2 separate regions of the Canis lupus genome follow, and region 2 is linked to region 1. The links are chromatin contacts, called in public Hi-C maps. All regions are on one chromosome and are shown on one strand. Each heading gives the region's core, a stretch centred on a gene start, on an enhancer-like site or on the middle of the called end of the contact. The rest is flanking DNA. Distances are from core to core; before and after follow the strand shown.

The links. Hi-C and Micro-C count contacts between places; a contact is called where the count stands out from the background.
Region 2: a Hi-C map of blood shows a contact between it and region 1, with 2.8 times the contacts expected there. The contact joins the promoter of RNF19A here to the promoter of FBXO43 in region 1. A contact is called at or near these places in 3 of 9 Hi-C or Micro-C datasets (amygdala and blood).

What each region holds. Positions count from the first base shown.
Region 1 is chr13:2,164,754-2,170,481 of UU_Cfam_GSD_1.0, forward strand. It overlaps FBXO43 (F-box only protein 43), which reads right to left and starts at 3,024. Exons shown (of 6, transcript XM_038555193.1): 1 at 2,512-3,024. POLR2K (DNA-directed RNA polymerases I, II, and III subunit RPABC4) reads left to right here and starts at 3,106. Exons shown (of 4, transcript XM_038555194.1): 1 at 3,106-3,258; 2 at 3,866-3,935; 3 at 4,672-4,764; 4 at 5,402-5,728. The coding sequence starts at 3,875. The coding sequence ends at 5,424.
Region 2 is chr13:2,301,963-2,307,310 of UU_Cfam_GSD_1.0, forward strand. RNF19A (E3 ubiquitin-protein ligase RNF19A) reads right to left here and starts at 3,246. Exons shown (of 11, transcript XM_038555199.1): 1 at 2,978-3,246.

The DNA.
Region 1 (5,728 bases), core at 1,774-4,273:
AGGAAAGGGCAAAGAAAATTTCTGAGAAGGGGAAGCAGCTGAATCATGAAGAATTTGGGATGCATCTAAGAGTCTGAAGTTGATCCTCTAGGTATCGTAGAGCATTTTAATTTTAGAAAGATCACTCTGGCAGAATGGAGAACAGAAGAAAAAGAGCTGAGGGTGGTGGCAAAGAGACCACTTAGGAAGCTACTGCATGACTCTGGAAGCCAGTGGGGAAGAAGCTAGACTCAACACTCAGCAGAACCAGGTGCATGGGGCAGGGATTGAGGAAGCACAGAAGACAGGTTTGGAAGAAAATAAGATGAACTTAGTATGAGGTCGTTAAGTTTCAGGCACCTGTAAGACTTAAGGTAAGGAATTGGTGAATTACACATGCTTCAAGATAGCACCTCTCTGAAGACACCCACACATACCCAGGTAGAGTAATGCCCTCTCTAGCTCTTCAGACAAATCTCTATTATGGCCATTTTGCCCTTTCCCCTACAGCATTTGCAATCCTCCCTCTCTGCTGAATTTTCTCTGTGTAGTTTATCACCTCCTAAAAATGTTGTATTACCTGTTTAATGTCTGATCCTCCCTCTCACTATAATGTAAATAGGGCAGGGAATTTTGCCTATGGTTTTTTTTTTAAAGATTTTATTTATTTATCCATAGAGACACAGAGAGAGAGAGAGAGAGAGAGAGGCAGAGGAAGAAGCAGGCTCCATGCAGGGAGCCCAACATGGGACTCGATCCAGGGTCCCCAGGATCAAACCCCGGGCTGCAGGCGGCGCTAAACCACTGCGCCACAGGGGCTGCCCTTGTCTATGGTTTAAAATCCACACAATCCCAAATACCATTTAAACATTGCTCTTTTCTCTTTCTCTAGTTAATTTTTCTTTAGGTATTTTATTATGACGGAAGAACAAAAAAGTGTATCATAACTCCCTATCATTTAAAGAATAATTTTTTACTGCCCGCCCCCCCAACTAAAAGGGCGAAAGGGAACCTAGTTACATGTAGCTTGTCCTGGCTTTACTCATATTCCCCAAATATAAGTCACTGAGCTATATTTTCCTATTCTTTACCTACCATGGTCTTTGGCCTTTTTGCTTCCTTTTCTAGTTTGGATGTCACCCCATTACTTAAACCTCAAAATTCTAAAACCTGTTTTCCACAAGATCTAATTCTTCTTACAGGGACCATCCAGCAAAACATAAAGACTTTTCCAATCACCATGACATTCAGACTATGCAGAATAAGATCAAGGAAAATGAAAAACAGAGATTCAGAGAGGAAAATAGCAACTTGCATCTTCATTACCATATTTTAAGGAGTTAAAAGCACTAGTGTCCAAGATAACAAGACATCTGCCCTCATTAGGAGAGGGAAATGCAGTGATATCTGGCAGAGGGTAAGTTCTCAAGAGAGCTAGCTGTCAGGGACACCCAGGGCATGATCCTGGAGTCCCACATCCGGTTCCCTGCGTGCAGCCTGCTTCTCCCTCTGGTTGTTTCTCCCTCTCTGTGTGTGTCTCTTATGAATAAATAAAATCTTTTTTTTTTTTTTTAGTAAAAGGTGAAAGATTTATTCAATCTGAAGAGAAGCCAGAGTATAATAAATAAAATCTTTTTAAAAAGCTGTTAGCAATGATAATAGTTTACATTGGCTATGCTTCATTGTGATCCTAAGACTGTTGGTTCCTCCTGATAGGAAAGAGGGTGCTGGATTGAGAACTAGCATCAACATGGGCTCTTGTTGAAATTCTGGATCTCCTTGATAACACTTGTAATTACCCTACCCTTCCATAGGGTGCCAAGACCCATTTACATTCTACATGTGCTGATCCAATCTGATCCCCATAGACATCTAATTATGTACCAGAATCATCTTGATACCACAACTGGAGAGTTAGAATCTGGTAAATTTTGCAATGATTACTTTCTGGATCACTCCATCATCTTTCTCTTATGTTAACAATAGTTTTATCTAATAACTCTTGTAGGAAAGCCTATTTTGACTGTTCTATTGCATTTACCCCCTTTGGTTGAGAGGTGAGGTACTTTGTAAGAGAGGTAATGGTCAAAATTTTTATGCTGTACATCATTCTGTGAAAGAAGCTAGAAAATCCATTATGTTTCCCTGGAAATTAAATAACTGACAGCCAGGAAGACTGGAAAGCAAAGATCAAGTTAAATCTCCCAGCCCCATCTGTAGAGGTGAGATCAGTTGGAACTCCTTCTGGAAGTAAAAGAAGCTCAAGGTTCGCAGGTGGCTGGACGGGAGACTGGCAAACAATATATTCTGCTTAATAAGAAATCAAAGACGTTGCCGATGCCGGGGAGAAGGAAACCTGTTTCTCTGCTGAACTATAATCGCTATTAACAACTGATGACTTTCTAAATTTTGATTACTTCATTTACTTCTTCCTCCTAAGTAAAAGCCTGCTGTGAAAGCAGCAAACAAATGTACATATCGTGACCCCAATAGCTATTAGTCTCACTGATTTTGATGTTTCAGAAAACACACCTCCGCTGCGCAGATGGTTTTGTTTCATCCAGGGAGGAATACATGCGACGGCAGGAAGGTCAGTGCATAGTTACCCCTACCAATATCCCTCCGTTTTAGGTGGAATTAATTGATGTAGCTGCCTTCATACGGCCTTTGCTTTAAAACGAGTAAAAAGCATGGGACAGAGGGACGACAGGAGCCGACCAAAGTTTCGCAAAGCAAAACTGAAGTCATGTGAAGGATAGGGGGTGGCTGCTCCAGTGGCCCAGCACAGGTATCAAACAACTGCAAAAACCATCTGAAAAGTGCGATGGAGTCGCTGCTTCTGTGTTCCTCAGAGAGACGGTTGGCCTAGGACTCCGGGAGCACCGGCCGCTTCGCTTTCTCTTCTAACCCTCAGCCCTCCCGGAGAAGTGTTACTTTCTACTGACTTCATTAGCCAGAATATCTGACTTCCTTCCATCTGAGGAACTACTGAAATGCTTTGCTTTTCTGAAAAGTGAACTAAGTTGGGACAAAACTCGAACACTTCTCCACGCGGCCTAACAAAACGAACGCCCCCGGCTCGCCGCCTGAGCACCACCCGGGTCCTCGGCCACGCCCGGAGGCGGAAGGAGGGGCGGAAGGGGCGGGGACTCCATGCGACAGTTGCCGGCGCCGGAAGTTGGCTGCGACACGGGGACGAGCCGGAATCCGCTTCGAAGCTCAGAGTAGGAGGTTTCTCCGGGCTGCGTGGTCGGGGAAGTGGTTGGTTAGGATTTGGAGGTGGGTATTTGGATTTAAACTGGTAAGACCCTCAAGGTTAGAAAGGGTCAGTATGAGGTTAGAATTGGGAGGAGCTGGGGCTCGAGTGGGTGGTGTTAATCCTTTGTTCCGTTTCGTTCAGTTGAGCTGTTTGGCTTTTGAGAGTTTTTCTCCCTTTATTTTCGGTTCGCATAGCCCTTTGTTGAGGGATGTAATTGGCCTTCTGCTAAGTTTTGGAAATGTAGGACTTGCGTTACAATGGGGACGCAAGCTTTGCCGTCAGATTCCAGTGCCCCCTGCCTCGTCATAGCTGAAGAATCCTGCGCAGATTGACTTCTACAAGGCTGGGTTTCTTCATCTGTAAAGTAAGGGTAGTACTTCTAGGATTGTCGTAAAGGTGATAATGAAACAATATGTGTGAAATGTTGTTACTGTGTCCAGTTTGAGGCTAAGTGCACAAAACGTTGCGTTTTTGTTTCGTCCTTTAGCTCTACCCATTGGGTTTGAAAAAGCACAGGTTAGGAATTGGGACCTTTTTAGGTTTCCCTCGGAAAAATGGGAATTTTGGGAAAGTTGGATTTGTGAGGAGTCCCTTTGAGTTATTCAGTATTTGAGTCTGTGATTTCAGGGACTATCCATGGACACCCAGAAGGACGTTCAACCCCCAAAGCAGCAGCCAATGATATATATCTGCGGAGGTAAGAGTAGAACTAACGTAAAGTAGGAAGAGTTTTGAAATAATTACGCTTAACTTTGACTTCAGTGAGTAATCTTTAAAGTTATAAAGCAGAATACTAGCGACTGTAAAAAAAAAAAAAAAATTTCTATCACTAAGAGTTCATTTTCTCTCCAAGAAAAAATGCACTGCCCACAACTTTTTTCCTTTGCCCCTTAGTATATTGGTTGTTAAATAATAAAAGTTCAACTGAGTAAATTTTAAAGATGTGATAGGCTTTACTAATGGATTCATGAATCAGGCAGCATCCTGTCTAGGAAGTAGATGGGAGCTCCAAAGGGCTACAGAAAATTAAAGGTAGAGAGGAGTGGAAAAAAAATTATTAGCAAAGGATTCGTTGTTTCAGGTAAGGTCGCTGTTCTAAGGGGAAAGGAAAAGCAGTAAATTTTCTAATGCGGACAAGGACCATGTTAACTGGTCAGAGGTTACATTTCTGCAGGGTTGAAACTGCGGTTAGGTTATGTGTTAAGTCTTGGTCTACCGACGTGGCACCTTAACCTAAGTAAGGCCATTTGGAGCCTGTGGTTTTCTTCTTAACGTGGTCATAGCACCATACTCTTGGGATTGAGTACATTTTAGTGCTTTGGGTGAAAATATGGTTAGAAAAAAAAATTAAATAAAAAAAATATGGTTAGGATAATTTGCTTGTCTGTCATATTTTCCCTTTAGACATTGAATAAACATGCTTTCTTTTTTAGAATGTCACACAGAAAACGAAATAAAATCCAGGGATCCAATCAGATGCAGAGAATGTGGATATAGAATAATGTACAAGAAAAGGACTAAAAGATGTATCCTTTTACCTTGTTACATATGAAGGGGGTGGAAGTGAAGAATAATGCTCCAGTGCTTTGAACTACTTACCAAAAAGGGGGGGCATGATTAGGATTTTTCATAATCCTTTTATTTTTATTTTCATAATAAAAATTAATCCTGTGTAGAGGCATCTACTAAGTATCTAAATACTAGTTCTCATAAGTCCATTTTTCAGGATCTGTATTTAACTTATTTTACTTATACTCCTTCTTGAGTTTAAGGACAAACTAAATTATACAAGGAGAAATACAAATATTGTGAATGAATGCTACCTAATGGAAAAAGTGAGGCTTACAAATTAGCTAAAAGACTGAAAGTACATTGTTATGTGGTTATTAATATACAATTACAATATTTTTTAAACCAGTAAGTTATCTTGCTAACATTACTTTAGGGGTTTTTGGTGCATTGGTCTTTCATATCATGGAAAGGGGACTAGTAAAAATTGAAAAACATTTTTTTAAGTTCATTTCCAACTGCCATAGTAAATAGTTCATTCTTTTTTGCATTTTAGATTAAATAGCTATTGCAAAGAGAAAGTGACTTGGAAGTGTTAAATCCTTCGTACAATTTTTAAATATGCTTTTTGTCCTTAATTTCATTTTAATACAGTGGTGGTTTTTGATGCTCGATGAAACATGGAGTTCAGAGGATTATCTTCGTTTGTACCTGGATTTGCTGTTAATGTTGTATAGCCTTTGATTAGTGTATATATCTTTATGAATACAAATACACATGATTTCATTTTAAAATCCATCTTGTATTTAGGTATCAATAGTTTCTATAAAGAAAAGCTTTTTGTTCAATAATTGATAATAATTTACTTTTATTGTATATATAATCTGACACAGGGTGAAAAAGTGCTTCCTTAAACCACACTTTTAATCAAGGCTTAGAATCTTGTGGGGGCCTTGTTAAAAATGAAGTTTTCTAGGGCTC
Region 2 (5,348 bases), core at 1,996-4,495, 140 kb after region 1:
CTTTAACTGTGCAGGTGTGGTTATAAACATAGTTGTTTCAATGTTATACATCTACCAGCAAACAAAAAATTGTTATAAAAAAAAAAAAAAAAAGGCAGAAAAAAATAACTACTCCTGACTGGAAAAAACATTTTTGCCTAACAAAAATATAGCTATTCTCTGTAAGTAATCAGATCAGCATTTTGCTAAAAAGGAGTCAAACCAAAATCTTCAAGCTAAAGTACTTCTTATATGATCATGAGTCCTTTCAATCATTAAACTACTAGTGCTAACAAGCCCAATACAATGAAATCAAGTATTAAGTTTATAATTCAACTTTTCTTTGGTCTTCAACCCAAAATGGCCTATTTTTCATATGGGCCTCAAGCAATTAAAGAGCATAATGCTTAGTGCAAAGTCAGTCTGCATTTTACAATCGTCACTTGTTAGTAGCATCAGGAAAACAATTTCTTAAAATCTCCTTTTTAACCTAAAGAGAGAATATAAAGAGGCAATTCAGATGTAAATATAACAAAATTTATTCCCAGCTTACTCTGTGCCCAGCACTAGACTAGGAACTTTAACGCGTTATCACAATTATTTGTTCTCCCTCCTCCCCCTTGATAAACTCAGAGAGCTGCATTTTTCAATCCTCAGTGCCCTTCAGATAAAAAAAGCAAAGCAATGCAAAGCTGGGAGGGTGGGAGATGATTACAAACCAAAGAATTTCTGTGATGAATCTAAATTGTCTAAGATAAAATAGGAATCTGCCAAAATACATGAGATTCAAATGTTTAAAAAGTTTGCTTCAAATCACCTATATTTAATTCTATCTACCAACCCCACAAAGAACAAATAGTATCTTTCAATCTGATCCCATTAAAGAGAATGGCCCCAGTGTCTTACATTCACAACTGCAAAAATATTACTTTTCCTACTTCAAATTTATGCAATGCATTTCTTTTCCATTAAGATGCTAAAGTGTCTTTAAAAAGATACTAATCTTAGTCTCGTACATTACATAGAAAAAACCATATATATGGTTTCTTTTAGTCAAGTAAAGAGGCACCCCAAATTCTACAAATCACCATGAAAATTTTAAAAAGAAAATTTAACACTGGTTAGATGATATGTAAAAGGGACTCTTCTTTATATAAACTAATTAATGATCAATCCAGGCCTTCCCCAAATGAAACAAAATTTTAAGTAGCTACTGTCTGGAGACTTGGGTTGTGTTTCAACTCCTAAAACATGCTGCAGTTTTAAAAGTTAATCTTACTGGAATCCTCCTGGAAGTCAACAATATTGGAAAAAAACACTTTACCATTAGTTGCCAAGTGTAATTTTTTCCCCCTAAGACACCTTGTGATGACATCAAAATAGTTTCCACGGAGGCATGAAATTTAAACTTCAGTTATATTGTATACAATAATAAGAAAGAATATTAAAGAAAAAAGGTTTGTTGCTGTTATTACATAATTTGATTAAGTCCCAAGCCTTAATTCCAAATCTTTATCATGGAATTCCAAGTAGTGAGGGAAGAACATTTGAAAGTAAGAGTTAACAATAGATCCTCACCATTTTCCACAGAGAGAGAAGTGTTTACGTTTTAATTCATTTCAGTCAGTTGGGTGTTAAAGAAGCACAAAAAGGCAAATACGGTAATAGCTTGAATTATAAACAGAAGTGGAAAGCTGCCTGTTAAGATGGTTAATTGGCAAACTGAAAATGAAAATAAAGCATACCGTCATCCTTCATATAGCCAAGAGTCAAGGAATCTAGGTTAAAATATTTTTTTAAAAAAATGAGTAAGACAGCCATGTTCTTATAAAAAGAAAGAAAAAAAAAAGGTGGAACGGAAAGAAGAGATCGCAAACATTCTAAGGCAACCATGGTGAAAGGCTGCTTTATGCCTCTACTATTTATTTACTAGCATTCAAAACTAGCATTTCTAGTCAACACCCGGGTTTGAAAATCGCAGCAGCACGGAAACACTGTCCTTTCCGACAGAACATTCTGCAACGTTTTGAGTAAATATTAACCTGAATAAGGCATCGTTCGCGTATTTCCACCTTTAACGACCAATGGGAAAACTTACGACCTCTCTTTCTCCCGTATACAGCCTTAGCCCCTTTCTCTCCTCTTTTATTTACTGCCCTTGTCGCGGGGTTAATGAACCCTAAATTTCTTTTTCTTCTTCCCATTAACGGAAATGGGGGGAAAGAGCAACGAGAGGGAAACCCAGATGACACAGAAAACTAGAAATTAAAAACAGTGGCGTCCCTCGCCGGGTACTCCCTGAAGGTTTGGTAAGCGGGCGACAATCCCGGAAGACCCCTTATTAACACATACTTTAACCCCAAGGAAACACCATTTTTCCACATGTTTAATTTCTGCCTTTGGAAGGGTTGGCAGTTCGGCGGGGTGAACCTTCCCGGTACAAGCACCCCTCCCTGGAGCCTCCTGCAGCAGGGGTCGGGGGCTCTCGCCCCAGCTCTGACTTCGCAGCGAGGCCCGGAAATCGGTCCCGTTACAGCCGATTTCACCCGTCAGGAATGCGCTCCTCCCCCGCGGCCTCCCCCGCGGCCTCCCCCGGCGGCGGCGGCGGCGGCGGCGGCCCGGGCGGTACCGCAGGGAGCGCCCTCCGCCCGTCACGGCACGGCTCGGTCCGGCGCCGACTCCACAGACCGACTGCCCGGGCCGGGCGCGCAGAGCGCGGGGCGGATCCCACGCTCGGCCTCAGCCTGCGCCGCCAGGGGGGCGCCGGCGCCGCGGCCGCGCGGGGGACGCGGAACCAGCCCGCGGCCTGACCCCAGGACTGGCCCGACTCCCGGGGCTGAGCCCGAGAGGGGGCGCCTTCCCGGGGGATTTCTGAATCCATTTCCGTCCCGGGGAGGGGCGCGAGGGCAGCGGTCGTGCCGGAGCGCCTGGAGTCGGAAACGGGAGCCGCCCCGGCCCTCCCGCACCCAGGCGCGACCTCCTCCCGAGCCGCCAGTACCTTCAACGCCTCGGGGCGGCGGCGGGCGCCAGAGTGCGGGTGAGCAGGCCCATCCCTCGGCGGCGGCGGCAGAGGCCGGAGGAGGCACCGAGGAGGGTTCCCCAGAGCCGCCGAGGCGCCTCTCAGCTGGGGCGGGGGGAACGCAGAAGAGGGGTCCCGACGGCCGCTTTCCCGAACTCCTCCTCCGCAGTTCTGTCTTGACGGCTGTTCCCGGGAACCAGCGCCCCAACTGCCATTCTCCCCCTCCTTCAGCCCCCGCTGTCCCCGCCTCCTCCTCCCACTGCTTCCTCCGGCCCCGGCCCGCCCCGCCCCGCCCCGCCCCGCCCCGCCCCGCCGCGCCGCGCCGCGCCCCGCCGCCCGCCCGCGTGCCGTGCGTCATGGCGTCACGCCCACCCGGCCAGCCGCAGGCGGCGCTGGGACCCAGCGGTCCGCTCGCGCGCTTTCGCCCGGGCCCGGCTTAACGCGTTCCACCTGCGGCCGGGGGGCTGGGAGGGCGGCCTTCCCGCTAGTCCCCGGCGAGGGCCGGTCGGCCGCCCTCTCTGCCGCTCGGCCGTGGCACTTCGCCCCGAGCGGGCGGGGCTGTGGCGCAGGCGTCGCCTCTGGGGGTGGGTGGCGTGGCTGGAGTTCCCTCGTGCTGCTGGATGCTGGGCTTGAGCGCCGTGGCCCCGGTGTTCCGCACGCAGCTCAGGATTCGTTCCTCTGTGCTCTCACGGTTCACCTGTTAGATGGGCAGCCCCAGGAGAGAGCAAGGCCGGGACGTTGCTGCGAGTTTCTGCGGCCCTCCGCGTGGAAACGTCCTCCCCGCCGGGGCGGCGCCCCCTCGCCTTGGCTCCTCCGCGGGGGCTGCGAGCGGCGGCGCTTGGCCACAGCCACCGCGAAGCACCCCGTGTGCGGGTGCCCAGGACACCTGCCCTCGCCCCTCGCCTGCTCCCACATCTCTTAATTTCACAGTCACTCGACTATTCGGGATCCATACTTCAGTACTTACTGATACATTCGGAATGATTTTCATCCGGCCTTTTCTGTTCCATCTCCTCTTAGCCTTTATGCCAGTCACAGCGCACACACCCCACTTCGAATTTTTCTTTTTCTTTTAAACCTGCATATGGCTTAGTATCAGTTCTTTTTAGTTGAATAGACCATTCACTACAGACCTGGTCCTTTCCTTCATAGTTGATTTCAAAATTTAGAGTCTTTTTTTTTTTTTTTTTTTTTTATTTATGATAGGCAAACAGTGAGAGAGAGAGAGAGAGGCAGAGACACAGGCAGAGGGAGAAGCAGGCTCCATACACCGGGAGCCTGACGTGGGATTTGATCCTGGGTCTCCAGGATCGCGCCCTGGGCCAAAGGCAGGCGCTAAACCGCTGCGCCACACAGGGATCCCCAAAATTTAGAGTCTTTAGAGTATTCTTTGGAATACTGAGAAACAACGTGGTGGACGCTGGACAGAATGTCCATTCACCATCTGTTACTTGACTATATCACTCTATCAATCCTTGTTTTAGTGTGTCTAATTTAAATTAGAAACAAACCAAGGAGCCATGGCCTATCAGACGGTACTTGCTATCTTTGGTGACCCAGTAAATGTTTACCAATTAGAAAACTAAACAAGCTAAGCAGTTTAGGTCCAAGGTTTTTTGTTTGTTTGTTTTTGTTTTTTGTTTTTTTTTACCACAAATCTTAAAGGAAATAATGATGAGTATGTTCATTTTCATTTATTGGAAGTTTAAAGCTGTTATATACTCCTTTAAGTACTATTTGAAGGCTGCCTACAATTTAATCAATGGGATACTTTGCACAAGTAGTATAAGAATAGTATAAATGGATTTATGGAACAGGACTCATACATAATATAATCCTTAAGAATATATCAACATGTTGAACATTTCAGAACAGATGGGGTATTGGTGTGGAAAGAAGTTTTGAGGAAAGAGGCTCTGCAAAGTGGAAATGGTCTTATACTCTGTATAATTGTCATATTTTCCAGAGATGCTTGTCTTCTTGAAAACTGGAAGGATTTCCTACTCTTCACTAAGGCAATATTGATCTATAAAAAAAAAAAAAAAAAAAAAAAAAAGCCAAATATCTGTTGAACAGCTCCACTTGGATCCCCACGGGTACCTCCAACTCAGCCTCTCCAAAACTGAACTTCTCTTTTCCTCAAAACTTGTGTCTCTCATTCACCCAGGCCCAAGCCAGATATGTAGGATTCTTCCCAGCCACCCCCTTGTTCAGTCACTTCCAATTCATAATTAACCTTATTCTCTTCTGTATCCCCCTTCTGCCTTTGGGGCAGTGATTTCCACTTTGCATCACAATTCCCTGAGGAGCTTTAAAAAAAAAAATCCTGATGTCCAGGCTGCCTCCACCA